Linked DNA regions of Mus musculus: regions 1, 2 and 4 are each linked to region 3. Evidence: chromatin contacts called from public Hi-C, HiChIP or PLAC-seq and promoter capture Hi-C data. All regions are on one chromosome and are shown on one strand. The core of a region is the stretch at or near the end of the contact, and the rest is flanking DNA. Distances in the headings are between cores, read along the strand shown.

Evidence for each region. Promoter capture Hi-C pulls out the DNA fragments that hold promoters and counts their contacts. A called contact is a pair of places that touch in the nucleus more often than the background predicts. HiChIP or PLAC-seq counts read pairs in DNA pulled down with a chosen protein or histone mark.
Region 1: a contact with region 3 is called in a Hi-C map of cerebellum, with 4 times the contacts expected there. The contact joins the promoter of Rasa1 here to the enhancer-like site in region 3. A contact is called at or near these places in 1 of 484 Hi-C or Micro-C datasets (cerebellum) and 2 of 115 datasets of contacts at active chromatin or transcription factors (astrocytes and embryonic hindbrain).
Region 2: an H3K27ac HiChIP or PLAC-seq map of VIP interneurons shows a contact between it and region 3, with 4 times the contacts expected there. The contact joins two enhancer-like sites. A contact is called at or near these places in 11 of 484 Hi-C or Micro-C datasets (cerebellar granule neurons, cerebellum, cerebral cortex and 5 more) and 8 of 115 datasets of contacts at active chromatin or transcription factors (VIP interneurons, astrocytes, embryonic basal ganglia and 5 more).
Region 4: a contact with region 3 is called in a promoter capture Hi-C map of hippocampal neurons, with 3 times the contacts expected there. The contact joins the promoter of Ccnh here to the enhancer-like site in region 3. A contact is called at or near these places in 1 of 39 promoter capture datasets (hippocampal neurons) and 6 of 115 datasets of contacts at active chromatin or transcription factors (astrocytes, embryonic forebrain, embryonic hindbrain and 3 more).

What each region holds. Positions count from the first base shown.
Region 1 is chr13:85,285,133-85,291,985 of GRCm38.p6, forward strand. Rasa1 (RAS p21 protein activator 1) reads right to left here and starts at 4,354. Exons shown (of 25, transcript NM_145452.3): 1 at 3,264-4,354. The coding sequence starts at 3,775.
Region 2 is chr13:85,160,253-85,166,815 of GRCm38.p6, forward strand. No RefSeq gene overlaps it. Among named protein-coding and RNA genes, the nearest start is that of Ccnh, 26 kb to the right of the region's middle. Within about 2 kb of position 4,664, at least 13 of the 459 cell types and tissues checked have an H3K27ac peak or open chromatin away from gene starts, as enhancers often do. A contact at or near this core is called in VIP interneurons, where this site is marked.
Region 3 is chr13:84,345,113-84,352,409 of GRCm38.p6, forward strand. Gm41011 (a long non-coding RNA gene) reads left to right here. Exons shown (of 2, transcript XR_873707.3): 1 at 1-3,787; 2 at 5,522-7,297. Among named protein-coding and RNA genes, the nearest start is that of Gm41011, 4.9 kb to the left of the region's middle. Within about 2 kb of position 3,124, at least 244 of the 459 cell types and tissues checked have an H3K27ac peak or open chromatin away from gene starts, as enhancers often do. A contact at or near this core is called in VIP interneurons, astrocytes, cerebellum and 4 more, where this site is marked.
Region 4 is chr13:85,185,277-85,192,047 of GRCm38.p6, forward strand. It overlaps Ccnh (cyclin H), which reads left to right and starts at 4,109. Exons shown (of 9, transcript NM_023243.6): 1 at 4,109-4,376; 2 at 5,478-5,600. The coding sequence starts at 4,260.

The sequences.
Region 1 (6,853 bases), core at 3,104-5,603, 940 kb after region 3:
ATTTTAGATATTTAACATCATGGTAAAAATTGAGCAAAAGGGGGTCAAGAATAGAAAATATTTCAGAAGCCCTGTTCTAAAGCAGCATTTGGGCGTGGCATGTGGTACACACCTACAATCCAAGTACTCCGAGAATCTCTAACCCTGGACCAGCCAGCACCACATTGTAAGAGCTTATCCCAAACAAGTAAATAAAAAAATAAGTAAAACTGTTATTTTAGCCAATGAGGTGGACTTCCCTATAATCTCAGCTGTTCAGGAACTCAAACAGGATGATCACTTGAGCCCAGAAATTCAAGCTCAGCTTGGGCAACATCTCTCAACCTTGATTAAAAAAAAAAAAAAAAAAGGTAATTATAAAATAACTAGCTAACAAGGGTATTTGTATACCAAAAGAATTACTAAACAGTTTTATGAAAAGAAAATTATATTTTTATGGGGGGAGGCTATTTATTGGAAGATAGTAAATAAATGTGCTTTCGAGCTCAAGGTTTGGAGAAAGACCTGGCTTCAAAGAAATAAGGAGAAAAATGACAGAAAAGAACACCTGACAGTTTTATATACTACACACACCCAGGCAAGAGCATCCATACATACTTGAGCACACACCACATACATGTACCATACACACACACACACACACACACACACACACAAATAGAAGAGATGATAATGGAATCACTAACTAGAGCACCTGAGGCTCCTGAACACACACTGAGCTTCCTGGCAACTCAGTGTGGACTGTGATATGAGAATAAATCTTATTTTAAAAAGGAAAAAAGAAGTGGATTTGAATAATTAGTAGTAAATTTTAAAGGCATACTAGAAAATTTGTCTAGGTAGCTCAGTGGCAGATATTCTGTCTACTATGTACAAAGCCCTGGATTTGATTCACAGCACTATAAGAATTATGTACACATGATCCAACAGGTTATACTCAGAAATGTGTGTGTGTTTATGCACATACATACACATATAAATATGTATGTATAAACAAATAAAAAGAGGCATTAAGTAACAATTTTTAAAAAGAGGTCATGGATTTGTAGAAGGGCAGAGAGGAATATGTGAGAGGATTTAAAAGGAGAAAAGGAAAAGAAGTAATTAAATTGTAACCTCAAAAATAACAAATATAGATATATATATACACATATATACATATGACATTTTTAATATGAACACTTAGTAAACTTTATATTTATTCCTAAATATATTTTAAAATAAGGAAAATACTAATAGACTTCTCACAAACAAAATTTTTCCCAAATAATCATGCTTTTTCTTTAAAACTTAGTCTAAAAATCTTATTCAATTTTACTCTCAATGTTAAATTCCTCTTTAAAAGCCTGTTAGAAACTAGAAAGTGAATCTGATGTCTCAAGCCTATTCTATCCCAGTACTTGAGATGCTGAGCAGCTCACCACAAATTCATGGGTAGCTTGGGCTGCTCAGAGAACTGTAGGTCATCTCATACTAGAACGAGAGCCTGTCTTAAAAAACAAAAAAATGACTTTATTAGAAATAATTTAACAGCAATATCCTGGGACTAGAAAGATGGCTCAGCAGTTAAGAGTGCTTGCTGTTCCTATAGAAAAGCAGTGTTTGGTTCCCATCACCCACAGAACTGCTCACAACCACCAGTTACTCCAGGTCTAGGGAACCCGATGCCCTCTTCTGGCCTCTGTCACTAGACGCTGGCACAGCACAAATACATACATGCAGGCAAACACTCATACCCATAAAATAAAATTATTAAAACTTCAAATGGCTTTTTAAAAAACAGACTCTAAATATGCCTAACTCAATTACAAAAATGGCACAATACTTTATTCTTTCAGCATTAAATACTGTATTTTATTATAATAAAAACATAATTGTTTTCAAAAGTATGTACAGTGTGCTGCAATTTTTTAAGCCTTTCAGAACATTTCTGACAGACTGAAATACACAGATACAAATTAGAGAAAAATATTGAATGAAAAGTTATTCTTTGTATCAAATAACATTAAAAGAAACAGGACATCCTTTCACCATACCTGGTTGTATCAAAATAAACCTAAGTTGAAATTTACAAATGCATCAAAAACAAAGCCTTGTGACCAATGCATTTTCAAATTACATTATGATACAATACAATACCCATACTAATCAAAAGTGTACTCGCATTACAAAATGCCTCCCTGGTTATTTTAAAGTCATTTCTTAAGCCTCTTAAAGAAGCTAACCCTCCCAAAGAAAACTTCTAAAGTGTTTAGAAAGTGTCAATATATGAAACGAATCTTTTTTCCCTAATATTCACCAATGCTATTGAAATTCTAAGGGTCAATTATGATTGATATGAAAGATCTATAAAACATTTCTGACCTATTATTACTACTTTCCATCTCAACACTTTCCCTTCATCAAGATCAACCTACAGTTATAAATACATACCCATTTCACTTATGAAAAGAACACTTTTAAGGAGAGAACTCTAACTTTAGAGGGAGAGCCATTTGCCCTGATCATGTCACAATCAACTACCAAATTAATTTCCACTAACAAAATGCTAAAAGGAAAAATATTTAATATATTTAGTGTCATGGATATAATAAATATATAAAACATATTTGCATATTGCATATATTTATATGTAAATAAATAAATCTAATAATTCTAAGGAACAAGTTAGTGTTCAGTCTGGGGGCTCTTAATCACGTCTGTAATTCACAGAACTTTTTTTTTTCTCTCCACTTCTCTAAAGAGATCTAGTGTTTTTATGAATCGCAACGCTTCCAGCAGACATTAAGTAGGAGTTTGCAGCTGCAGTAAAAACAAAACATTCTGACCTATGAATTTGCAACTTACATTAATATAGTCATTTAAATACTTGTACTCAACGCCTCTGACTTCAGCAGGGAGCACTGGAGTTACAATAGACAGCGGTTGCCTTTATAGTGCCAAGTTCTGCTGAATCCCGGACACTATCTCAATTAGGAAGGGGCAGAACCATATCCGGTTCCCACTGAATACAGTTTCCCATGCTTCCCATCTTAAAAACTTTTACGTCTTCCCAAAAGAGCAATAAACATACGAAGACGCCAGGAAGAGTGCCTGTAGGGGAAAATGACTGATCAAATTAAATCCCTATATATGGAACCTGAAACTTCAAAACTTGTCAAACAAATCACAGCGGCAGGAGCACGGTATGTGTCGTTGCCCCTTCTTTCCCACTTCTTACACGGAGCCAGCTTCCACAATCCCTCAACAGCAGTTTGACTTACTGGTTAGTGGGAGGTGCGGTCAGCGGTATGGCCACCTCTTCCTCTTCGTATTCTGGTCCATCCAGGGAGTCACCTTCATCCACGGTCCCCAAACCGGAGCCCAAAGGGGGCAGCTGAGGAGGCGGCGGCAGAGGAGGGAATCCGCCGCCCGGCCCGAGCGTCTCAGCAGGCAAAGACAGAGTCCCCTTGGTGAAAGCGACGTCTCCCGCAGGTCCGGCGGCCGCAGCACCAGCCACGCCAGCAGCAGCACTGCCGGTCAGCGCGGCGCCCCCCAAGACACCGGCCACCGGCCCGGTCCCCAGGAACCCGGACCCCGACGCGGCTCCGCCACCGAGGGCCGCAACCAAGTCGGCGTCCGCCAGCCCGGGACACGGGGCGGCTGCCACCGGCAGGGCCGCGGGTAACTTGACCCGGCACGCTGCCGAGTAGGCGCTGGAGCCCGTGGCCGCGCCGCCGCCGGGGCCCGCCGTCGCAGGGCCGCCTTCCTCACTGCCCGCCTCGGCCGCCATCATGTTGAAGCCCGCTCTCCTCTAGCTACCCTGCCGCCCGGGAGCCCCGGGGGCCAGCAGGCCCGGGCTGCGAGCCGCCCCACCCAGGCGCGTCCCCCTTCAGCTCTCCAGGCAGAGGAAACAACAACAAAAGGAGAGCGCCCGCCGCCGCGCCCCCTCCCCGGGCCACAGCCCCAAGCTCCGCGGCTGCTGGCTGGCTTACGGGAAGCGACGCGGGCAAAAAACCCAGCGCCTGCAGAAACGCTAGGCAAACCTCGCCGCGCACACCCACACTCACGCGCACACATGCACAGGGGCGCCAAACTTCCTGGCTACGCTAAAGAGGAAGGGAAGCCCGCTGCAGCGGCTGAGGCAGCGCCGCCTCGGCCGCCGCCGCCGCCGCGCCTCAACGCCCGGGTTCCGGCCGCCCCCACCGCAGCCACCAGTGGGGCTGCCTATGCCAGAGCCACCGTAGCCTCATCTCCGCCGGCTGGAGTCGGGAGCAGTGGGCGGGGCCGAGGAAGGGGGCGGGCCCGCAGAGCCCGACTCCGCTGCGGGCTACCTGCGGCTCTCCGGAGCGAAACCCGGGAGAGAAAGAAGGGCGGGGCCGGGAAGAAGGGAGGGGCGGAGCGGGGGCTTCTGCGCAGGCGCCTTCCGGGAGCGCGTCCGGACAGAGGAGAAGGAAAAGCAGCCTGGGCAGGAAGCGGCGGGCGCGCGCGGAGGCGTGGCACAGCTTCCCACTGAAGGGTGCGGGACGTGTGGTGCGGCCGTCCCTCCACGCCACCGGGCTCGGTGCAGGCCTACCTCTCACGGCTTTGTTTACAGGGAGAGAAGGAAGATAGCTCATCTCCAGGCCCGAGGGACTGGAGGGACGAGGGGGCGATGAGAAGGAAAGGATGACGCCAGGAAGTCCATTCACTGCTTTGTAACTTGTAGAAAAATGGCCTTAGCTGCCCGTACAGTCGGCAACAAAAATCAAAACAGTATTCATAGTTTATTCCTTTCCGTCGCATGCTATAAATCACCGTATAACTTAGGTGAAATAATTTAAGCCTAGATCCTTGGACCTGAGAAAACAACGGTTGAAAGAAGCCATGGAGAGTATGAAGGTAGAAGTCAATGCTACCATTATATACATAAGTTCTCTTCACCGAATGTCTCCCTCACATGTTTGGCTGTCAGAGAAGGAATGTAGTATTTAGAGGAAAAGTGCCACCGAAGTCATAAACCAATATATTTTGTCCTAGTTTGTATGCAAAAATCTGCAACACATACCAAAGACACACTACATGTCTAAACTTTGACAGATCAATGTCACCCTTTATGAACCCTAGGAAAAAGTTTTATTTCCCGTACTTGTGTGTATATATAAATTCATAAACACATACTCAACTGTTAGAATTATCTTTTCATGTTCCCTGGGGATAGGTTCCAGGGGCCTGTTGAGTTACAAAATTATTATCTTAAATAATTTGGGCACATTTTCCCATTTACACAGTAAATCATCTCTAGCTTATCCACAACTCTTAATATAATCTAAATATCATTTATTTTGTTATTATTAGAATAATGACAAAAATTTATGCAGGTGGAATTTTTTCCAGATATTTTTGTATGTGGCACCCTTGAATCTATAGTTTGCTAATATGAAAGCAGATAGTATATAAGCAGCCATTCATATAGAGAGATCATGCTGGTTGCTTGAAATTTATCCGTGTTAGAAATTTGCCCTTTAGGGTTCATGTACTGTACTAGCTTTTCTGTTCTCCCTGGAAAGTGTCACATTGAATGCAACTGATTATTGATAATACTTTCTCTATTAAGTTTGACCAAGCTAACTTGCTGAGAATAGCAAGAGGCTGAGATAGAATACCAGGGAAAGAGGGAAGGAGTACCATTAAGGGAAATGACAAAGTACAGACAGGACATTTCCATATTCCTGTATACCCAATCTATAACAATCAAACTGATTTCAACAGTAGTAGTGCTTGCCTCTTGTGCAAAGTGTCAGCTGAGAAAGTGAAAGTAAATTGTATAAGGGAGCTAGAAGTCAGCGTTAAACTGACCAATTAGGTGTAAAAGAAATTTTTATCTGAGAATTTCTGAATCAGAAAATGCACCATTTGTGTTTAAATGAGTCCTTCCAGTGATTTTTGACACACTTAATTTGAGTACTACTGTGCTATAACATAGTATACTAATTAAGGAGGCAATATACAGAAACTTGAAAAGCTGTAAAAAGAACAGGTATCATTCATTCGGTGGATGGGTAAAATGTGGGTATTGGTTTGCTAAGGTCTGTATTCTAAACCAGCTAGCAAAGGAGAACAAAATGAAGCAGATTCATAATCGCTAAAATCAAAACGAAATGCTGCTTCTTACAGCAGCCTCCTTAGAGCAGATTTTCTTTTAAATGTACTCTAAAGTCCCAACTACTGTTTAGTTCATGAGCCACAAGTGCAACACCCCAACTTCATATCAACCATCCGAGTTAGAATTCAGGTCTTTGAAATGACTGTTTGGTTATCTATCACCACCTCTATTTATCAATCTTCTCAATTTTTTCTATGCCCTGTTCCTGAAAATTCAGGTCAGGCTCCCAATTCCAATCACAAACTTGCCTTCTCCTTTTCCCAAAATTAGGTAGCACTCAAATATCCACATTTAATACAGCCTGATACCTCTTAGACACATATTGTCTCCCAGTTACTTTTAAATATGTATAATTAGAAATCTTCACTGCAGAAACAACTCATCGTCCATCTTTTTTTTTCTAGCTCAGTTCTGCTTGCTGCCTTTAACATAGCACCTTTCTTTAAAAGCATAAACATTATATTATATCATTGCACATCTTTGGAAATTAATTTCTTATCAGCAGGAAGGAAATAATAAGTCTATTTGAAAAGTCTGTATATGTGTTGCATGCATGGCCCTGTGTGTGTGTGTGTGTGTGTGTGTGTGTGTGTGTGTGTGTGTGTAGGTGATATAATATAATTTCTTATTTGAAGTTCCAGGAAAATCTGTCCTTTTTTCTTTTACTACTGCTTACACACTTTTAAAGGAATTTATTTGCATGAGTGTTTTACCCACATGTATGTCTGT
Region 2 (6,563 bases), core at 3,414-5,913, 820 kb after region 3:
GATTGGACTTAAGCCCTACCTAACAAAATAAATTCTATTTTTTAAATTCTTATTTTTCAGCATAAAATAAATTCTTGCCTCAGACTATAAACCTAGCCAACTAACAAAGAATGTAGAGAGGTCACAGACCCTAGAGAAAAACCTACTAGTCTTTTTCCAAACCAATATCACTTCTAACTATAGTTACAATACCCCTGTGCTTACAGATAAAGTGCAGCTGCCATCCCTCATTAGCAGCTTCTTTTACAGGAGATGGAGATAATTACAGAAACCCACACTTCTCAAACTCATGGCCTCTTCTTAATTATTAATTAATTAATTATATATGTATGTATGTATGTATATAAATATAATTGCATTTTGTATATATATATATCAACTTACCAACTCCATTTTATGTTGCTCATATGTACATGTCTTTAGGGATGACTACTTGGGATAGGAAAACCTATCAGGGGGCTCAACCCTGGAGAAAACAGATTCTAAGCACCCATTATTTCCTGTAGCACTTCATGTAGAGGTAAGACCCTGTGGCTTAAAATACAGAGGGAAAACATGATCATGAGGTGTCCCACCTCTCCTGGTAGAACTTTTGCAACCCTACCTCTAAGCCTCAGTCAGCATCACAGAAGAGGGGGCAGAAAGACTGTGAGAGTCAGAGGATCAGGATACCCGCTGTCTGATAATATCTTCTAGACATCACAGGAAACAGCACCTATGAAATCTCAACAGAATGGTTGCCCAAATAAGACCTGTATAATGGCAATACCAATTGATATGTCAACACAGGTGGGGAACTCTATCACAAGGTCTTACTTCTCAAGAGCAACACCAAATCGACTTGGTAAGTTGGTGAGTTGATACATATACACATATATATTTGTATATGTGTGTGTGTATATATGTGTGTGTGTGTGTGTGTGCGTGTGTGAACAATTATATGTATATAAAGAATTAATAAGTAATTAAGAAGAGGTCATGAATTTGAGAAGTATAAGAAACAGGATAGGAGAGGTATTGTAAGTAATAGTGTTGGCTTACTTATTTCAATGTGCCTTCTTATTTCAATGGCAGATGAGAAATTCGTCAGACATGATGCATTTAATAAAAAAGAATTTAAAGAAATAATTCCTGGATTTGAATAAGAAGAGCCAATGCCTGGACACTCTTGGAAATATCTTCCATGTCCTGTATGATTTTGCTCTATATGCCAGATTTTAAAATATAAACACTGATGTCAAGCAGTTTCTGTAATAAGACATTGAGCTCTTGGTTTCTGGACTCTCTCAGCAGCCCACTGTATGTGTACGTATTTGTTTGGCCTGTCTCAGAGACTTGACAAGGAGAATCATGTAAGTATGCTGGGGCTCAATGTTGTCGGCTGTGCTGTGAGAAATTAAGTCCTTTGTCTCTGACCTAGGAATTTCCTATCATCCTCTAATATTCTGGAAGTATTAACAACTCTGGCAAATTACAAGTAGGTAGAGTTGATATCCTAAGCCTGTATTACACATAGCACATCACAGTGTGTTATGATCAGCAACCATTACTAACAGCAGAATGTTAATCCCAGAAGAAAGAAAAAGCACCGGTAATGGAGGAAGAGAAGGAGGAGGAGGAAGAGGAAGAGGAGGACAAGAAAGAGTCTATCAACAGCAATATATTAAACAACTGAAAGTCCTTTTCATTTAAAGTTGTGAATTGATTATATCAGCATCTTTAGTTTATATTTTATAAAGAAGGTAAGTTGTTGTTCAAGTATGCAACTTGAATGCTACATAGGAAACCAGAACCCATATATCTAAAAGCCGCTATGTTTTTGGGGTGATTTTTTTATTTGTTTGTTTGTTTTTTGTTTGTTTGTTTTTATGAGACAGGTTTCTCTGTGTAGCCCTGGCTGTCCTGGCACTCACTTTGTAGACCAGGCTGGTCTCCAACTCAGAAATCCTCCTGCCTCTGCCTCCCAAGTGCTGGGATTAAAGGTGTGCGCCACCACCACCCGGCGCCCCTACGTTTTATAAGCATGACTCTGAAGCTTCAATATATATATATATATATATGCTTGCTCTATATAAACAAAATATATTCTGTACACATCCCAATGTCCAAGGACCTTCAACCATAAAACATTCATATCACCAAGTATGAATTTTCTAATATAGTAATTAAAAGCAATAAAATTCCCAGCACCTAGGAGCTCTAGACTGGAATATCAGGAGTTCAAAGTCTTTGTCAGTTACACAGTAAGTTTAAAACCAGCTTAAGCTTCATGAGTACCTATCCCAATAAAAATAAAATGAATAAGTAAATAAAATTTACTAGTATCTATTGTCTTTACTAAAGAATAGTGTTAAGACTACTCAACATCACAAAAACACAAGTTAATTTTTTGAGCAGCATGTTTGAATTTACGTTAGAAAAGCAAAACCTCTTGGTTATTATTGTGTATAAATGCTGTCCATATTCCAAATATGGATTTCAGCTTGTCTTAGTGTTCTATTGCTGTAAAGAGATACGATGATCACGGTAACTTAAAGAAGAAAGCATTTAGTTGAGGACTTGTTTACAGCTTTAGAATGTGAGTCCATGACTATCATGGGATAGGAGCACAGTAGCAGGCAGGCTGGCATGGTTTTGGAGCAGTAATGGAGAGGTTACATTTCATCTGTAACTTATAGACAGAGAGCCAAAGACTGGGCCTGGCATGGGCTTCTGAAACCTCAAAGTCTTACACACCAGTGTGTGGACACACTTTCTCCAAGAAAGTCACACATCCTAATCCTTCCCAAAGTGTTCTACGCACTAGGAACCAAACATTCATATATGTAAGCCTCTAGGGACTATTCTCACTCAAACCACCACAAGGCTGGAAGGCTTTTCCCTTATGTAACAGCTGTTGTTGTCAGCTTGACACACTCCTATGGGGGATTTTTTCCTGGTTGTATTATTTGAGGTCAGAAGCATCACTGTAAATCTGGGCCACACCTTCTGGTTCACTTGAAAGGACATGGAAAACTTCTTGCCTGCTTCTCCTCACTCTCAATGACAAGTTCATCTATTCTGTTCCCAAGTCATTCTTTCACTGCTGTTAGAACCTACTTCTTTGAAATTCCAATGTTGACTGAAAAGTGCCCACAATCTAGGACCTCCATGAGACTCCAGTACCAAATTGGGATAGCTGAAACATTTAATCTTGTGGACTGAACAACTACTGTATTCTTGATCTGTCAGCCAGGAGACAGCCATTGTTGGGACTACCTGGACTACAGCCTGTAAGATTCCACTTATTCTATAAGTTATGTTTCTTTAGAGAGCCCTGAGTAACATATCTTGTTTCCCTGAAATAAGATGACTTTTCTGGACCTCATTATTATTCTGGACCTTAGCACTTTTACCTACATGATCTGGTTATTCAAGAAAAAAAAATTAATTACTGCCTTTTAATCACTGCATTGGCAGGAAGGTATATTAGTATTTTATATCAGTTTTTTCTTCAATCTACTAGTTTGTCTCTGATTTACAGGACATTTAAATCTATTTACATGGTTGAGTTTGAAGCTCAGTGATAGAGCACTTTTGTTTGATACCCAGCCCTCAGTATATGTGTGTTGGTGGGGAGGGGAAATCAGCCTTAATGATAAAGGTTGATAGCATGACAGCATTTCTAGAACGAGAACTATTATCAGAGCAAACATTCCGAATGACTGTCCAGGGTCTTACAAATTCAGAAAGAATGCCTGGAGCATAATTCACATGCAAGCAACGCTTTTGTTGCTTCAAACATTGGTACTAGAGTTTAAATTTAGAGTGAGAAAAGAGATAAAGGAGGAGCAGCGGTTCCTGAGGAGGTTTCAAATGTTACCTCGAAGTTGAGTCAGTTGGCAGAACATAGAATCCCTAAAATCTATGCAAGGTTTGCTGGTTGATGAGATGCTACATGCTGTACTCCACTCCATGGAAAGGTAAGCAAACATTTAAGATGTGTTTGTCATAAATAGATATTCCTGCATTAAATATAAGAGAGCTGATTTATATTTTTAATTTTGCCATTCAATAAATATTAATAATTATCTACTCTATTCATTGTTGGGCATATCAGCACAAGCTTAGACGTGTAGACAAGTCTGAAGTTTAGAAATCTGGAAGCAATTCTATAGGCTGAGTTTGCACAGATTGAAGTAGGTGAGAGTGGTGATGACAGTCGGAAGGAAATGGTCAGATGTTATAGAAGGTCTGCTCATCATGTGAAAGAGGTTGATTTTATCTTTGAGTCAGTGAGGGAGCCAGTGAATGCTTTTACCAAAAATACAATGCAACTAGATTTTTTTTTTTTGGAACATTTACAATAGTAAAGTATGCAGCATCAATTTCATTATAGAACTACCTGTGGAGCCTTAAAATCCATCACTGCCCATGTATCACCGTGGAAAGATCCTGTTCACTTAGGCTAAGGAGTAGACAGAGTTTAAAAGCTGTCCAGGTAAGCACTTGGCTTTAGTGCAAAACCCAGGTCTGAGAACTACTACTATTGAAAGCAGACTGGGTCAGAACAACATTTCAGTGTGCTAAAGTGAGAGATTTCGGAGAGCAGAACACATAGTAGCCGAGAAATCTACATGTAGGACTTTGATTGGCTCGGTTTACAATTAGTTGTTTCACAATGATGAGAATAATAAATCTGGAACCTCCAGGATCTAAGCCACATGGCTCCACCATGTGGATAAACTGTGATATATCAAGGTGGTTGCTTGCTTTTTTTTTTTTCTTTCTGATCCTGCTACTTTTAATAATTGAATGCTAATAGAAACAAACTAAAAACCCAAAACTATTATGTTGATTAAAGGACAAATGTGTTGACTCTTAGAATATTTAGAGCTCAAATACTGCAAGACCTGAATGTGTGTGTGTGTGTGTGTGTGTGTGTGTGTGTGTGTATACTTTCTCTATTACATTTCTTTGGGCACATTTATGAAAAGAGTATTTACTTGCATTTATTTCATCTAAATGTGTTAGATAGTGAAGTGGAGTTGCATATAATTTTTGGTAGAGATACAGAGTTGCTATGAGGATTTTTGAAATGCCAAACACTTAAAACTGCTTTTTATGTCTCCAGGATGCCTTTCAAGTAGCCTATAATCACATTACATTTATTCTCAAGATATACTGAAATAGTTCAGGTAGAAATTTCTGTTGATTAGAAGAAAAGCAAAATAAATTGGCTAATTTTTACTGTCAAAATTCTTCTTCATCTTGCTTAACTACTTAAAATTTCTCTTAAAAGGCTTGAGTGTATGATTCTTAGTGACAAAATAAACCATTTTCATAGTCTGTAAACTTTCATACATGATTGCCTATTACAGTTTATTGATATCTCCTCAAGAAAATTCTGAAAATGAGATTAAGAAGAGAAATTAATATCATATTCTTAATTCTTTGGTCACCCAGCAATTTGCATAGTAAGCAGTTTCTCCATTCATAATTGAAGTGTAGTGTTTGCTTTCTAAAGGCTTGCAGAAAGCTTAAATATCAACCCTACAGTCTGACTTAATATATGAATGCAAAGATTTTTATTTTATTTTGTAATAGTTTTGTGCTGGAAGATGTATGATCCTTATCATCACTAGAACAATTTAGAGAGACATAGAAGTAATTGGGATTTAAGCTCAATGGACCTAAAGAAACTCAAATAAGTATAAGTTTGAAAGACGATGTGGTCAGGAGCTATGACAAGAGAGAAAAATCTAGAAAGAGAATGTAGTCTACAACCTAATAGCATGACTTCCCTGGGGAGCAAGATGGGAATAAACCTGGGGCCTGACCTCCTAGATCAAAGTCAGCATTTTAACAAGATCCCCCAGGTGACTTGTATACATACTAAACTCTCAAAACCAGTCTCCTGGGACAGCATTGAATTAACTGTACTCTATAATGGGTCAGAGAGTAAATATTTTAGGCCTTGCAGGTCAAGTGCTCTGTATCCACAGCTGTAGCCTGGAAGCAGTGCTGGATGACAGCAAGCAAATGAGTGTGGAAACTGGTGGAGGAGCACTTAAATGATAACTCCTCTCCCTGTCCAACTAACTCTTTCATGTTCAAAAACAATTGTTGTCATGACTGCTTCTCATGATTCCTGGCACTTCAGGTGCTCAATGGAACTGTTTCCTGGGCTGGAGGTTACAGAAAGAAGATTGGGTTATAGGATTTCTCAGCATCCATAACTATGTTCATCAATTTTTTATATAAACACATGCTCAATCACAACAATGGACCAGTGTGAAGTGGTAATAGAGAAAAATAAAGTATATGTGTTGGATACCGTGAGCCAGCCAATTACGAGAATTTGAGAGCTGGGTAACTCTGAACACAATCTAGAACACCTCTTGGAAGCTGTGTTGGTTGTTTTTTGTTAACTTTGTTTAACTTTGTTAAACTAGGGTCATCCAAGAAGAGGGAATGTCTACTGAGAAAATGTCTCTATCACATTGGCCTGTAGGCAAGTGTAAGGGGCAAATGTAAGGGTCCTCTGGATTTTGGAGAACCTAGTCTACTGTGGGAAGTTCTAA
Region 3 (7,297 bases), core at 1,874-4,373:
TTATTTGTAAGCCACTTAAAAATATGTATGTTATCCTTTTGCTCAAGGCTTTGGCGGGGCCCTGAGAGCTGTTGATGCGGGCGTGCTAGCTCCCGACAGCAGCGAGCAAAGTTCATTGCCATACTGAGGGGAGCTTAGCTTTTCACTAAGTTAGTCCAGCTGCTGGGGTGTTCTGGGGGCGAGAGTTTCTTGGACCACTGACAGGTGTGATCCTAACTTGAGTTTGGCTGAGGGCAAGTGTCAGGGCTGAGGGCTGTTTGTCTGTAAGATGCTTATGCGGGCTAGGAGCTGGATTACCTTGCAGGCTGAGGGATCCCCGAAGTTCTTTGAAACTGGTATGTACCTACCATTGAACAAAGGGCAAATGAAAACTCATCTTACTGTCTGGCCAAACTGCACCTTCATTGTTTCATCTTCTCTGAAATAAGGCTGGCAGCGGATTATAAATAAAGTTATTCTTTTTCTTTTCTTTTTTCTTTTTCTTTTCTCTCTTTTTTTTTTTTTTAGGCCAGAGGAAATTCGCTGAGAGTCAATCTCCTTTCGGCACTGTTATTTTATTTTACTTTTCCCGACATTCTTTGAGACTCCCTCTCCCTCAAAGGCATGGAGAAGCACTTTCAGGCTACTTTAAATGGTGTCACGGGAGAAAGTCCTAGGTGAGGCAAGAGCACTTTGGGGGAATGGATCTGTGGATTGATCCATCGATGGGAACCCTCTCCTGGGCTGCCGCCTGCGGAGCTGGGCTGGGCAGCGGCCTGGGAGGTGAGGGGTCAGTTCCACAGTCTGTTGTGCGCACGCTCTACCCACGCTGTACCCACACTGTACCCATCAACATAAGGAAACCTCGATGTTTGCGAAAGCTTATGTTCCTGCATAAAGGCCCACCACCAGATACCTTCGCAGTTTGCTCTGCCCCTTAGAATGCGTTATTTGACCCGTAAAAGAAGATTTAGGCTGAGATTCTCTGTGGTGGTGGTCCCAGACGGTCCCAGCATCAGACGTGCGCCTCGCTCCTGTTCACCCCACACTAACGAAAATTTCAGGCTGTCTTTGGAAGATCTCTTCCTGTGCACTCGTCCCTCTACTCGTCCCTTGACAGGAAAGAGGTGGCCCAAAGAAGCGTTTATCCCGAATGAAGAGTGTGGGGATCGAGAGGGTCGGGAATCAGGAGATTTGTAGAGTGTCAGTAAGCTCCCTCGGATGTAGGCAAAGCTTTCCCTAGGAGTTGTTAAAAAGCTGCGCTGAGGGGGCGGGGTGCGGACAACCTCAACGCTTCTACTTAAGAAATGTAACTGAGGGTTCAAACTCGGTCTTTGGGACTGCAAAAAACAAACAAACAAAAAGGCTCCCACAGTTGTTAGGACAGGAAATCGTTAGTAAAACAGTGTCAGGTGGAGACTGTGACAGTCACTCCAAGAACTCCAGAAAGGGGCTTTCTATGCCTTTCCTTTTTAGAAAGAGAAAGAGAAAAAAGAAAGGACTGGAGAGAAGACAGACAGGGGGGAGAGGGAGAGCGCAGAGGAGAAAGGAAGAAGAGGGGGTATTTAGCAAGTTAAGAGGTTAAATATTTGAACAGATTCGTAAATATATAGACAGCCCTTGCAATTTGGGATGTGTAATAATGCCTTTTGTGGTGCTGTCTGGCTGGGAGGGTAAGCAGAGGACCCTCCTGCCACCTTTTTCACTGGGAAACCAACTGGAAAGCTCCTGGGTTCACAAAACAAAATCAGTTCCCCTCTTTTGGAGGAAGAGAAAAATGCTGTCTCTACTAGCATTCATACTATTATTTAAAAATAATAATAATAAAAAAACAAGAGAAAGCAAATGAACATCTAATTTCTTAGGGATTTTTTTTTTTTTTTCAGTTTAGAAAGCTATCTTCAGGCTGAAGTCATTTCGAAGTATTGTTTGAGCGAATATGCTACAGCACTCAATTATCTAAGATGCATCAATTATTTTTTTGACCACTTTTGTAACAAGAATGTATTGATCTGGGTCTTAGAAACCCTTGGCACTCTGACATGTTTCATAGTTGCCGAATAGGGTGGGTTTCTTCTTCCGACAATTGTACTGAGCGCTGCTGATGGAATCTGTCCTCTGCCTGTGCCCATGGGCAGAGGACACAGGCTGTGGGTGTGTCCCGCCCACAGATGCTCGCGCGCGCGTGTGTCTGTGTATGCATTGTACACACGTATTCTCCACTGTGTGCCCCAACTGGAGCCATTTTCCTCCTTTCAGTGCCCTGCGTGTATTAGTAATATGCAAGTAGAATCATTTTGCTTGAGTATATTTTGGAGGGGGAGGGGATAAACCATTTAATTCTGCTCTAGTATTTCCTCTGCAAAATTTTCACTGCGTGTGAATTCGCGTGAATGCCTTTTCTGAGGTGTGTGTTATGTGTGTGTGCTTGTGTGTTGGGGAAGATCATTGGCTCATCAGCGGGTGTGTGCCTCTGCGTGTGGGAAGCATGCAGACTCTGAGGACCTTGGGAGCAGCCCACGTTCTCTCCGGGTGCCCTGTCTGTATCTGCCCTTGTGTTTTGTGTTCTTGATGTGATTATGTGCGTTATTTACATATGTGCTTCTATTCTTTTGCCTTCGTGTAGTGCCTTTCTCTACAGTCCACACATTTCACATATATTCTTTTATCTTTTGGCAAAGTGCCTTTTTTGTTCCTCGAAGAATATTTATTGATGTGATAATCTGAAATGAAAAGTGGTCTCCCATGAAGGAGATGGAAGAGAAAGGAGCGTTCATCTTTCTTAATAGACGGGGCAGTGCCAGTTGACTGGATCACAGGGTTTCTCTGCACTTTCTGCGTGAGTCTGCGCGTGGGGGTGGGGGCGGGGACGGCTGAAGGAGGACGGAAAAAGACCTTTTAAGCAGAACAAAGATAGGACATCGCGCCTCCTTGCGTCCTGATTGCATACTGCATCTACCCGGCGGTCCCGACTTTAGAAATCAGAATTCAGAGATTTTCTCCTTAAACCATTCAGAGGCCGCCTCTCAGACCCAGCCCTCGGACCTCAGCCAATCACCGGACGCCATGCAAATCACCTCTTTCGCCCTCCAAACCGAGGTCCAGTTTAAAGGCAGTTTCTGCCGCCCCGCCCATCTTAGTCCTTCCCTTCCCCCTTCCTCCTCCGCCTCCCACACAGCAGCTGCTTGGGAAGAGGGCAGTGCTGGGTGCTTCATGCATATGCAGACAGATCTATCCTCCCCCTCCACCCCATCCTCTCTCCCTCTCCTCCCGCCCATCTTTGCCTCGCTCCCCAGCCCCCACCCTGCCGCCCACTAGTATCTCCAAGTCTCCTCGACGTATAGTTCCCAGCTCTGGTACATGCAGCTGCTACCCACAAGTATGCCCAGGCGCTCCATAGGAGCCAGAGAGGGAGAGGGAGGAAACCTCTGCTTTTGAAATCCGCTCGAAGGTCAAGTTTGTGGTTTACGGAGCGGGAGCCCGAGACACTGAAAATGCTGTTGAGTCTGCAAGAAGACGGTGCATGCAGGAAGATGGTTTTGCCTTGGTTTTCTTCCACTAAACAGCAGATTAATTTCTCTGAAACACACAAAGTACCGGTCATGTTTAAAGGCAGGGTGATGATAGATGGTTCCGCGTGCGCACAGTTACAGAGCATATTTGTCTTGCACATCAAGGTTCCTTAAGCCACAAAGCACTGGAGAGGAGATCAAAGGGTGTTATATCTTCTTAGGAGCAGGAAGGTTGGGAAGTGCGGCTAGCAGTACGACCAGTGGCGCTGGACCTGCTTGAGGTGGGAAGTTAAATGGTAGGTACGGAAACATGACCTGGGACCTACGGAAAGGAAAAATAATTCTGTGAGAAGGCGAATTTGCTAGTATTATGCATACGCAGACTGTGACCAAGGCTCTTCCAAGCCGCCCTAAACATTTTCAAGTTTTGAATAACGCACTGAACTGACCTGGATTCCTTTAAAAGTTGGGGAAAATACCGTCGCGAAAACCGCGCTTTTAGAGTGCTTGGAGATCCTCTTAGGAGGAACCGGAACTGTGGCGTGACCTTGTTTTATAGATCTACTTCTGCCCTGAAATACCTTCAGGACTTTCTAGAGGAAATTGCAGCAGGTTCCCCTTAAATCTTACTCGGTGGACAAGTGAGGGCTTAGCAAATTTAAACACGCACTTTGCTAAGATTATTTACCGAACACTTTTTTTTTTTTTTTTTTTTTTGAATCGAGGGCGTTTTGTGTGCCGAGAACAGAGCAATATCTTCCAGGCAAAGCGCTTCACGTGGCTGGCAGTTCCCAGGTGCCACGGAAATTAGGAAAAGAAACAGCAAGCAGCTCAGAACGGTTTCTGCCCTTGAGCTGCTCCTGCTCTAGCTGGAGGGAAATATGTAGGTGGTGCTTCCCAGCCCAACAGGAAACAGTTCAGAGAGCTCTTAGACTGCAGTGAACCGGCGGCGAGTTGGTACATTCCTATAGTGAAACAGGGCAGCAATTAAGAGTGAATGGACGATCTTGAAGGCAGTGTTGGATGAAAAAGCAAATCACAAGAGAATGTGATATTAATGCAATGTTAATGTCTATTAACATAACACTGTAACAGACTACAAAAACACAGAAGTTGCATGATAGGAGGCATAAAATCGTGTCAGGGAATGGGTGTGGAAACTGGAGGAAGGAGAGGACATGTTTTAGTCATAAAGATTCGAGCTCTGAGTAATGCTTATTCCTTTTAAAGAGCTAGAATATGAGGAAACATACTCATGGGAAGGCTTTATGGAAAAGCTGGCGCTGATGCTAAATTTAAAATCTTGAATATGATAAGCAGAAGGAATCAGAATACTCAGAAGACAATTTTCCTGAATGGGGGAAAGAAAAGTGTAGCCCATGAGAAGCTTTTATAGTCTTGAATTAAAATTTCAATCTACATACAGTGAAAGCCGCTCTTTAAGGGTGCTGAATTCTGTAAGCTTTATGGATTCACAGTCCTGGAAGCAGGAAACAACAGCTCCCCAATTCCTTTACTGTCTTTATGGTTGCTTCTTCTCTTACCCTTGAGACTGAGAGACCTTTGACCTTGACTCCATCACCACACTTCACCTTTTCCCCCCGAATGTCATAGAAATGGAGTCCTGTAGCATTGCTTTTTTTCATCAGGTGCCTTTCCTATAGCATTACCCACTGAGATATCTCACCAATTTCAGCACCCCAGAGGATACATACTTTCTTAATTTTAGGGATTGTCTCCCCCCTCCCCATGTGTAATGTAGATTTCTTGTAAATAATTACAATGCTATATGTGATAAATGTGTTCAGATATTTCTGCCCAGATGCTCCGTTGATAAACTGGTATTAAATACAGTATAATGGTGAAACGTATAAGAAATCACACAGGTTCCCGGGCTTTTGCACGGAGTTGAGCAGAAAGATTAACCAGTAATAATGGTTGGAGATCAGAATCGTTCCCTTGTCTGGGACTATGCCTTATTGCCAAATGTTTCCCAAACCTTTATTGAAGATTGACCTTTGTCCTCACAGGTTCAGATTGAGCTCTAGTTACTGATGGCTCCCACTGGTTCCATGTATGGCAAATGCATCACCAACAAAAGCATCCTGAACACTTGGAAGGATTCACAGTAATGACGTAATGACGCCTATACCTGGTCTACCTTTAGGCTTTTGCTTCCTTTGGCATATTTCTCCATGGTTCCCTGAGAAGCTGACAGCTGGGCAGTATAGACCGAGTGCTGAATTTGTCCACAGTTATTTAAATGTCTGCTTCAGAGTTCTAGAGTCAGATAGGGATGGATTCCTGCCTGCTAAGAACTTCGTGTGGATTTATTTTAAAGAGCTCTCATCTTCTCATGGCTGCTTGTAAGCTCGTTTGTCTTGGCAACAATCCATCAGGAGGAATACTGATGAGATGCCCTCTCCTTCCCGGTGGGCTTCAGAGTGCGCTGGAGGACAAACCTAGCTGTGAAATGTGGCTAACACCAAGATTAAGGGCCTGCTGTGATGTAATACAGTTGATCAGTCAAACAGGCCTCAGTTTTATTTTAGGTTTGTATCTGTTTGCTATCCATGGGCCTTGGAGTGTCATCCCCAGTCTGGGCTGTTAATAGCATCTGTGTCTTCTAACTGTTCAAGTACGGACATACTTAGAAAAGAAACACTGGGAGTTGACTTTGTGTAAATTCTTAAGTAAAGGTTATGAAGTCTATAAATCAAGAGATGTAAATGTCGCATTTTGGCTTTAAGGCTCTAGGCCACCTTGGGAAAAAAAAAAGTCCACCTGTAGCATAAAGTCATCCTTTACCAAAGAGCAGAAGAGTACACACACCACTGTTTTTGATTTTAAGATTCCTCCACTAAAAAGCACTTTTTTTTCCTGCTGCCACAAATTCCACTCATTAATCATGCCAAATGTATTGGCCACAGCATCTACTATCTTCCAGGCTAAGCTAACTGTAATGATTCCAAACTAGCGTTTTCTAGTGTTAGTGATGGTTTTGAGGAAGGGCTGATTGCCCCACACAGGTTCATATACGGCCCTCCATTCAAATAGGTAATTTAGAATGACCCCCATTTTGTCCCTAATGCTGCAATTGTCTTCATAAGCACATCCAAGCTAAGTCACCCACCCAGAGACTGAGTGATAGCAGTTCTCCCTTTCAGAGCTCTGCTTCTGCTATAAATGAGCTAATAAGTCTTAGTACCAACACTTGATCCCTAATAAAAAAATGAAAAGAAGATTTAAAAAAAAAGAGCAGAAACATCTTTTCAGGTTCTACCAATCCATGATCATGGATTAAACATTTTCTCTTCTAGGCAGTCTTTTAAAATGAGATTCTGCTCAAGAGTGTGTTACAGTAGCCTGCTATAAATTGGTGGCTCTGGCTTTTTAAACTCTGGTTCTTTCTCCTGTAAAGGGGTATAAATGAGCACCTTATCATCCCACTGAAATAATGACAACTCAGAGCCAGTACCACATTCACAAGTGAGGAGAGTCCCAGCATGGGCTTGACTCAGCACTACCTGACCAGGCTGCTTAATGCGCAGGTGAATGCCACTGCCCCTAGGAATTACATGTAGAGGTGCCCAGAGCTTGTGTAAAGTTCTCTGTGCCATTTGAAAAAGGTACTTGGAGAAAAGATAGGCTGGTTTTTAATTTTAATGTTTTACTCATTGGTTTAAGTACATTTATGGTTTGCTTTGCAAAATGTCAATAGATACCCCAAGTGGATAACATTTAAAAGAGATTGAATTCCCTGTATTTACTCTAATACCATGTAAAATATGTGGTCATCAAGGCCT
Region 4 (6,771 bases), core at 2,859-5,358, 840 kb after region 3:
CTCAGGTAGAAGATGGGGGTCAGGCTCACCAGATCAGGCAGAGAAGAAGAAGCCCCACTAAGAAAAGGGAATCCTCCATTTTGCTCCGGGCTCGGGAAAGCTGTGAGGACATGATAGACTACATACAGCCTTAGTAGCTAAGTGCAACAGGGTAGGTTTCCAAATGGAAGATTTGGTGGGCAAATTAGACAGGGTTACAGACACCAAACATCATAATAAGTTAGGCCTAACGACCTCTTGAAATGAAGATGTGGTGGCAAGGTTTACCCTTCATTTTAAATAGTCAAAAAAAAAAAAAAAAAAGGGTAACAGTTTTGGGCTATCATACAAAATGAAAGATACTTCCATTTATTTTTTATTAATTACCATATTTTATTATAGTCGTGGAGTCTGAACCCCGTATTTTCTGGGTTGGTCAAGTAAGTGGTCTGCCCCTCATACAGCCATATGTGCTCCATTTTCAGCCCCCCTTTCACTTATTTTGATGTAGAATCGTATGAAATTACCCAGGCTGACCTGAAGTTTTGTCCTCCTGGTTCAGCCTTCTGAGTAGTAGGCCTCATAGACTGTGCTACTTAGGCCCCTTTAGATCAAAGATAATTTCTTTACCTCTTTTCTTTCTTTTCCATTTATTTTGATGTATTTTGGAGAAAGTATTAGCTATAGACATCTCCTTGTTTTTTCTTAGTGGTAACTTAAAATATTGGGGGTAACAATGGAGGAGCTAGAGAAAGTACCCAAGGAGCTGAAGGGGTCTGTACCCCAATAGGTGGAACAACAATATGAACTAACCAGTACCCCCCCCAGAGCTCATGTCTCTAGCTGCATATGTAGCAGAAGATGGCCTAGTCTGCCAGCATTGGGAAGAAAGGCCCCTTGGTCTTGCAAACTTTATATGCCCCAGTACAGGGTAATGCCAGGGCCAAGAAGCAGGAGTGTGTGGGTAGGGGAGCAGGGTGGGGGAGGGTATAGGGGACTTTTGGGATAGCACTTGAAATGTAAATGAAGGAAATATCCAATAAAAAAATTGAAAAATATTGGGGGTAAAAGTAGAAAAGGATTTTAGAATCAATGTTAATTGTATGGTAGAAAAATAAAATTGTAATGGATTTATTGGTTTCACAATATAATTTGTAGGTCTATATTAAAAAATGTTAGAAACCAAATCAGTAGCTAAAGGAATATAGAATCACATCAAACTTTAAAGTACATATTATTTCTGTGAGCTTAAATGTAATTCACTTTCTTTTAAAAACTAAGATTTAGATAGGAGTGTCATGACTGACCTAAACTCATTATATCATGGCCTTTAACTCTTGATCCTCCTGCTTTCTTCCAATGTCCTTACATAGCAGAAGGTGTAGCCCAGATTAAAGGTGTGTACTACCAAGCCTGGATCTGGGACTTGCTTTGTTCCAGGCTGACCTTGAACACAGATTCCTTAGACATTCACCACCATTCCTGGCTTTGTTTATTTATTTTTCTTTAACTTCCTTTATTGTGTGTCACCAAAATCAGAAACTTTGTGTTGATGAAATAAAGGTGGTAAGTTAAGAAAATGTAATCAAGATTCAACTTAAAATACTCTAAATTGGAGATAAGAGGTTGGCCCAGTGGATTAAGCATTTGTCTTTCAACTGTGAGGACCAGAGTTAGGATACACAAAACTCAAGTGAAAACTAGTATGCTTGTTAGCCACCTGTAACCTTGCCCAACACTCTTAATGCAGAGATGGGGAGTATGTAGTCAGCCTAGCAGGAAATGCGGAACTTTGGTTTCATTGAAAGGTGATGCTTCAATTAATACAATGGAGAAAGATTGAAGAAGATACCTAACATCAACTTTGGACTTTTACATGCATGTGACACATGTATACATGCATACATACATGCACACATATACCATACACACACCGACATGCAAAAATTACTCCAAGTTATATAAGTAAAATTGATCCCTTATTCTTCTGGTCCCCTTTTCTTCCTTTCCTGTTGAGAAAACACAATCTTGAATTCTTTTAATTTTCTCCTTGTCCTAGGGTTTCTAGGATAAAACTTTAAGAAATGGGAAAATTTCCCCAAAGCAAGAAAAGAATTCCCAGCACTATGTGTGCTCTTGCAGATATCTTTTTTTCATTATTTGCATTTCAAATGTTTTCCCCTTTCCAGGTCTCCCCATTCGGAACCCACCTATCACATCCCCCCCTTCTCCTGTCTCTATAAAGGTGCTCTTCTACCCACCCACCCACCCACCCACTCCTGTCTTCTCATCCTCACATTCCCCTACATTGTGACAACCCAGATGTCCCTCAACAGAGGAATGAATATGGAAAATGTGGTACATTTACACAATGGAGTACTACTCAGATACTAAAAACGATGAGTTCATGAAATTCTTAGGCAAATGGATAGAACTTGAAAATATCATCCTGAGTGAGGTAACTCAGTCACAAAAGAACATACAAGGTATGTACTCACTGATAAGTGTATATTAGCCCAAAAGTTTAGAATAACCAAGATTCATTTCACAGACCATAGGAAGCCTAAGAAGAAGGAAGACCAAAATGTGGATGCTTCAGTGCTTCTTAGAAGGGTGAACAAATTACTCACAGAAGGAAATATGTAGACAAAGTGTGGAGAAAGACTGAAGGGAATGCCATCGAGATAGAGACTGACTGACTTGGGGATACATCACATATACAGCCAGCAAACCCAGCCCCTATTGTGAGTGCTGGGAAGTGCTTGCTGATGAAAGCCTGATATGGCTGTCTCCTGAGATGCTCTTCCAGAGGCAGATGCTTGCAGCCAACCACTGGACTTAGCTCAGGGGTCCCCTGTGGAGGAGTTGGAGAAAGGACTGAAGGAGCTGATGGGGGGTTGCAGCCCCATGGAGGGAGCAAGTGTCAACAGGCCAGACCTCCTGGAGCTCCTGGGGACTGGACCACCAACTAAAGAGTACACATTGATTGACCCACGGTGCTGGCCTCATATGTGGCAGAGGACGGTCTTGCAGGTAACTTTAGTGAAGTACATAAAACCTTTCTTTGAAGACCAAGAGGCAATAAATGCTCTGTAAAGCCAGATCTTTGATTACAACTCTTGGATTACAAGTTATATTGGTGCTCAAAAAACTTAGTCTGTCTACAAATAGTACATAGCACAGTTTAAGAACTGCTGTACAAAGACATTTGTGTTTATTTTTTTAAAAAGCACTGAAAAATTTCCAGTTAATAATTTATGTCTTGGTGGTGTCCAATGAAACAGTAGTATCTTTGTCATTGAGCTGTTAATTTACTTGTTCCTTTTCTAGGAAGACTAGAATGCATTTTGTTTGAATAATCTCCAATTAGATGCAGCAAAATGTGGCCTAAAGATTATGTAAAGAGGGCATTGATGCATGGCTGTGTTTCCAGAATTTGAGAGGCTTAGGCAGGAGGATCATAAATTTGAAACCACCATGAACTAAATATGGATTTCTAGTATATAATGAGACAATAAGGAGCTGAGAAAGGCAGGAAAAATGAGAGGAAACTCTACTGCACAAATTATGGCAGTGGGGGGATTGCTTTGTGCTCTCCCTGTTGGTATCAGGACCTCTGAAACTCGTGACATCATGTAGGCGAGACCCACAGACCTGTTGCCAAGACAATAGCCACCATATTCCCAGAATCCATTGTGCTCACCTCCCACTTTTACCTATAACCACGTCACCATCCATATATATACATACATACATATATATGTGTGTGTGTGTGTGTATGTGTGGTTAAGAGCACTGACTGTGTCATCCATATGAACTGGGTTCAATTCCCAGCACCCACAGGGCAGTTCATAACTGTCTGAAACTCCCATTCCAAGGGATCTGAAGCTGTCACACAGATATACATTCAGGCAAAACACCAATGGGCATAAAATAAAAATAAAAAATAAAGAAATGAAGGCTTATGGTTCTTTGTGCCCAGGCGTCCTCTGGAACCTGGATCCCTGCGGCCACGCCCACTTTCTGACCCTCCTGGGTCACGCCCTTCAGACTCCTCCCCAAAGCCTGGGAGCCCCGAGGCTCCGCCCTCCCTCGTTGCGGAACACCTCCCACCGGCTCCGGAAACTCCAGAGCAGACGCTGGCACGTGACCGGGACGTCACGCACGCGTCCGCGGTCTGGGCGGGGGCGGGGGTTCGCGCGTTGGCCGTCGCTCGTGGTCGCTGTCTCTCGGAGTGTCGCTGTTTTTGTCGCGGCCCTGCGGCCCGTGAGGGCTACAGCATGTATCACAGCAGCAGCCAGAAACGGCACTGGACCTTCGCTAGCGAGGAGCAGCTGGCGCGCCTGCGGGCGGACGCCAACCGCAAATTCAAGTGCAAAGCTGTGGCTAACGGGAAGGTGAGGTCCCCGCGAGCCAGCCCCTGTGCCCACCCTAAACCTGGGACCTCTCCTGAAGTCCCGCTTTGCCTGCAGGCTGGAAGCCTGTAGAGCGCTCGCCTGGCTGTGTCAGTGCAGACAGGGACTGACGCGACAGCCAAGTCCGGGGCTGGCGGTGGCAGAGGTCTGAGTGACATCCTGGGGACTGGCAAGAGCCTTGGAAGAGTGCGGACTTAGTGCGGGACTCGAACTGGTCACTTGTCCTGCAGGATGTCACGACAAATCATTCTCTGTAGATGGCAGGAGGGAGGGCACACACATAGGCTGGTGTCTAGTGGAAAGTCAGACTGGCAGGCAAGTGCCTGGAGTGCTGGTGGTCACTCATGGATGAAGCTGTACCTCTGCAGCAGTGGTTGAAGAACGTGCACAAGCAACTTTGTAAGCGGAAGTGTAAGGCGGTTGAAATTCTTGCCAAAACTGAAAGGAACTTTTCAAAGACTTGAAATGGGGGGATGATGGCTTGTTGGATCTGCTTTCCAGAAACAACCTTCACACAGAAGGTTGTACAAGGAAAGAAAATAGTTGACACAAGTAATGCGTGTTCTATGGGCCTCTATCCAGGTCTTCCTACAACTCTCCCATTCATTTCTGTGTACGGCCCTGGATAACTTTATAGTAGCTTCTACAAATTTCAGGCAAATAAAATTTGTACCAACAAAACAGGTAGACAATGAACTGAGTTATTTTAATTTTGGTGACATATGGATTTACTGCAAAAGCTACTTTGGGAGAGTTCCAACCCATGAAAATATGTATTTTTTTTTTAATTTACAAATAATGGTATCAAACCTGGGAGTGAATTGACACATACTCTGTCATGACTGTTTAAAAATGTCCAGCTGACAGTTTGAGAACTTGTAAAATGAAAGCCTAGATTCAGTTTATTGATTTTTGCTTATTCTTCTCCTAGATATTTTGCTTGATGCTTAGTAAACTTAACAAAGAGAGAAAGCTTCAGGTCTATTTTTTGTTGGTGGTATAAGTCCAATTTAAGCAGGACAGATAAGACGGTCTTACAATGAATTCACTGACCTTACATTGAAATGTCTGCTCTGTCTAAAGGTTCTTCCAAATGATCCAGTGTTTCTGGAGCCTCATGAAGAATTGACACTTTGCAAGTACTATGAAAAAAGATTATTGGAATTCTGTTCAGTGTTTAAACCAGCTATGCCACGGTCTGTTGTGGTAAGTGATGGGAGAGAAGAATATGCTTGTTAGCTGGCTTGAGAGAATTGAACTAGACTTTTCCCTTCTTTTTCCTCCATAATTTTTTTTTCACATTATATCCCAATAGCACACCACCTCTTCTCATTCCTGCCGTTTGCAAATTCTTCTGACCAATACTCCCTTCCCTTCTCAGAGAAGGGGAAGCCCCTCCTCCTTTGGGTACCACCCTGCCTTGTGACATCTAGCCCCAGAAGGACTAAGCATCTCTACCACTGAGGCCCAACAAGTCATTCTGGTTGGGAAAGGGGATCCAATGGCAAGCAACAGAGTCAGAGACAGCCCCTGTTCCAGATGTTAGGGGACCCATATGAAGACCAAGCTGCACATGTGGTACAAATGTGGAGGGTTGGGGAGCTAGATCCAGCCCTCTTTGGTGGTTCAGTCTCTGTGAGCCCCATGGGCCCAGATTAGTTGGCTCCGTAGACCCTCCTATGGAGTCCTTTACAACTCTGGCCTGCTCAATTCCACCACTCTTCCATAAAACTCCCCAAGCTCTTCTTGATGTCTGGCTCTGGGTCTCTGCAGCTGTTTCCATCTGTTGCTAGATGAGGCCTCTCAGGAGACAGTTATGCTAGGTTCCTATCTGCAAGAACAGCAGAGTATCAGTAATAGTGTCGGGTTGGCTCTTTCCCATGGAATGGGTCTCAAATTGAGCCAGTCATTGGTTGGCCTTTCACTTGAGGTTGCTTCCAGTTTCTGGCTATTATGAATAAAGCTGCTGTGAACACAGTTGAGCAAGTGTCCCTGTGGTATAGTGGTGCATCCTTTGGGTATATGCCGGGAAGTGGTATTGCTGGGTCTTAAGGTAGAACTAATCCTGATTTTCTGAAAATCTGCCAAACTGATATCCAAAGTGTTTGTACAAGTTTGCACTCTCACCAGCAAAGGAGGAGTGTTCCCTTTGCTCCACATCATCACCAGTATGTGGCTGGTGACTGTCACTTCAGTTTTGTTTGTTTGTTTGTTTGGTTTTGTTTTTTGGCGAGACAGGGTTTCTCTGTATAGCTGTGGCCGTCTTAGAACTCACTTTGTAGACCAGGCTGACCTCGAACTCAGAAATCGGCCTGCCTCTGCCTCCCAAGTGTTGGGATTAAAGGTGTGCACCACCACTGCCCGGCTCAGTTTTTGA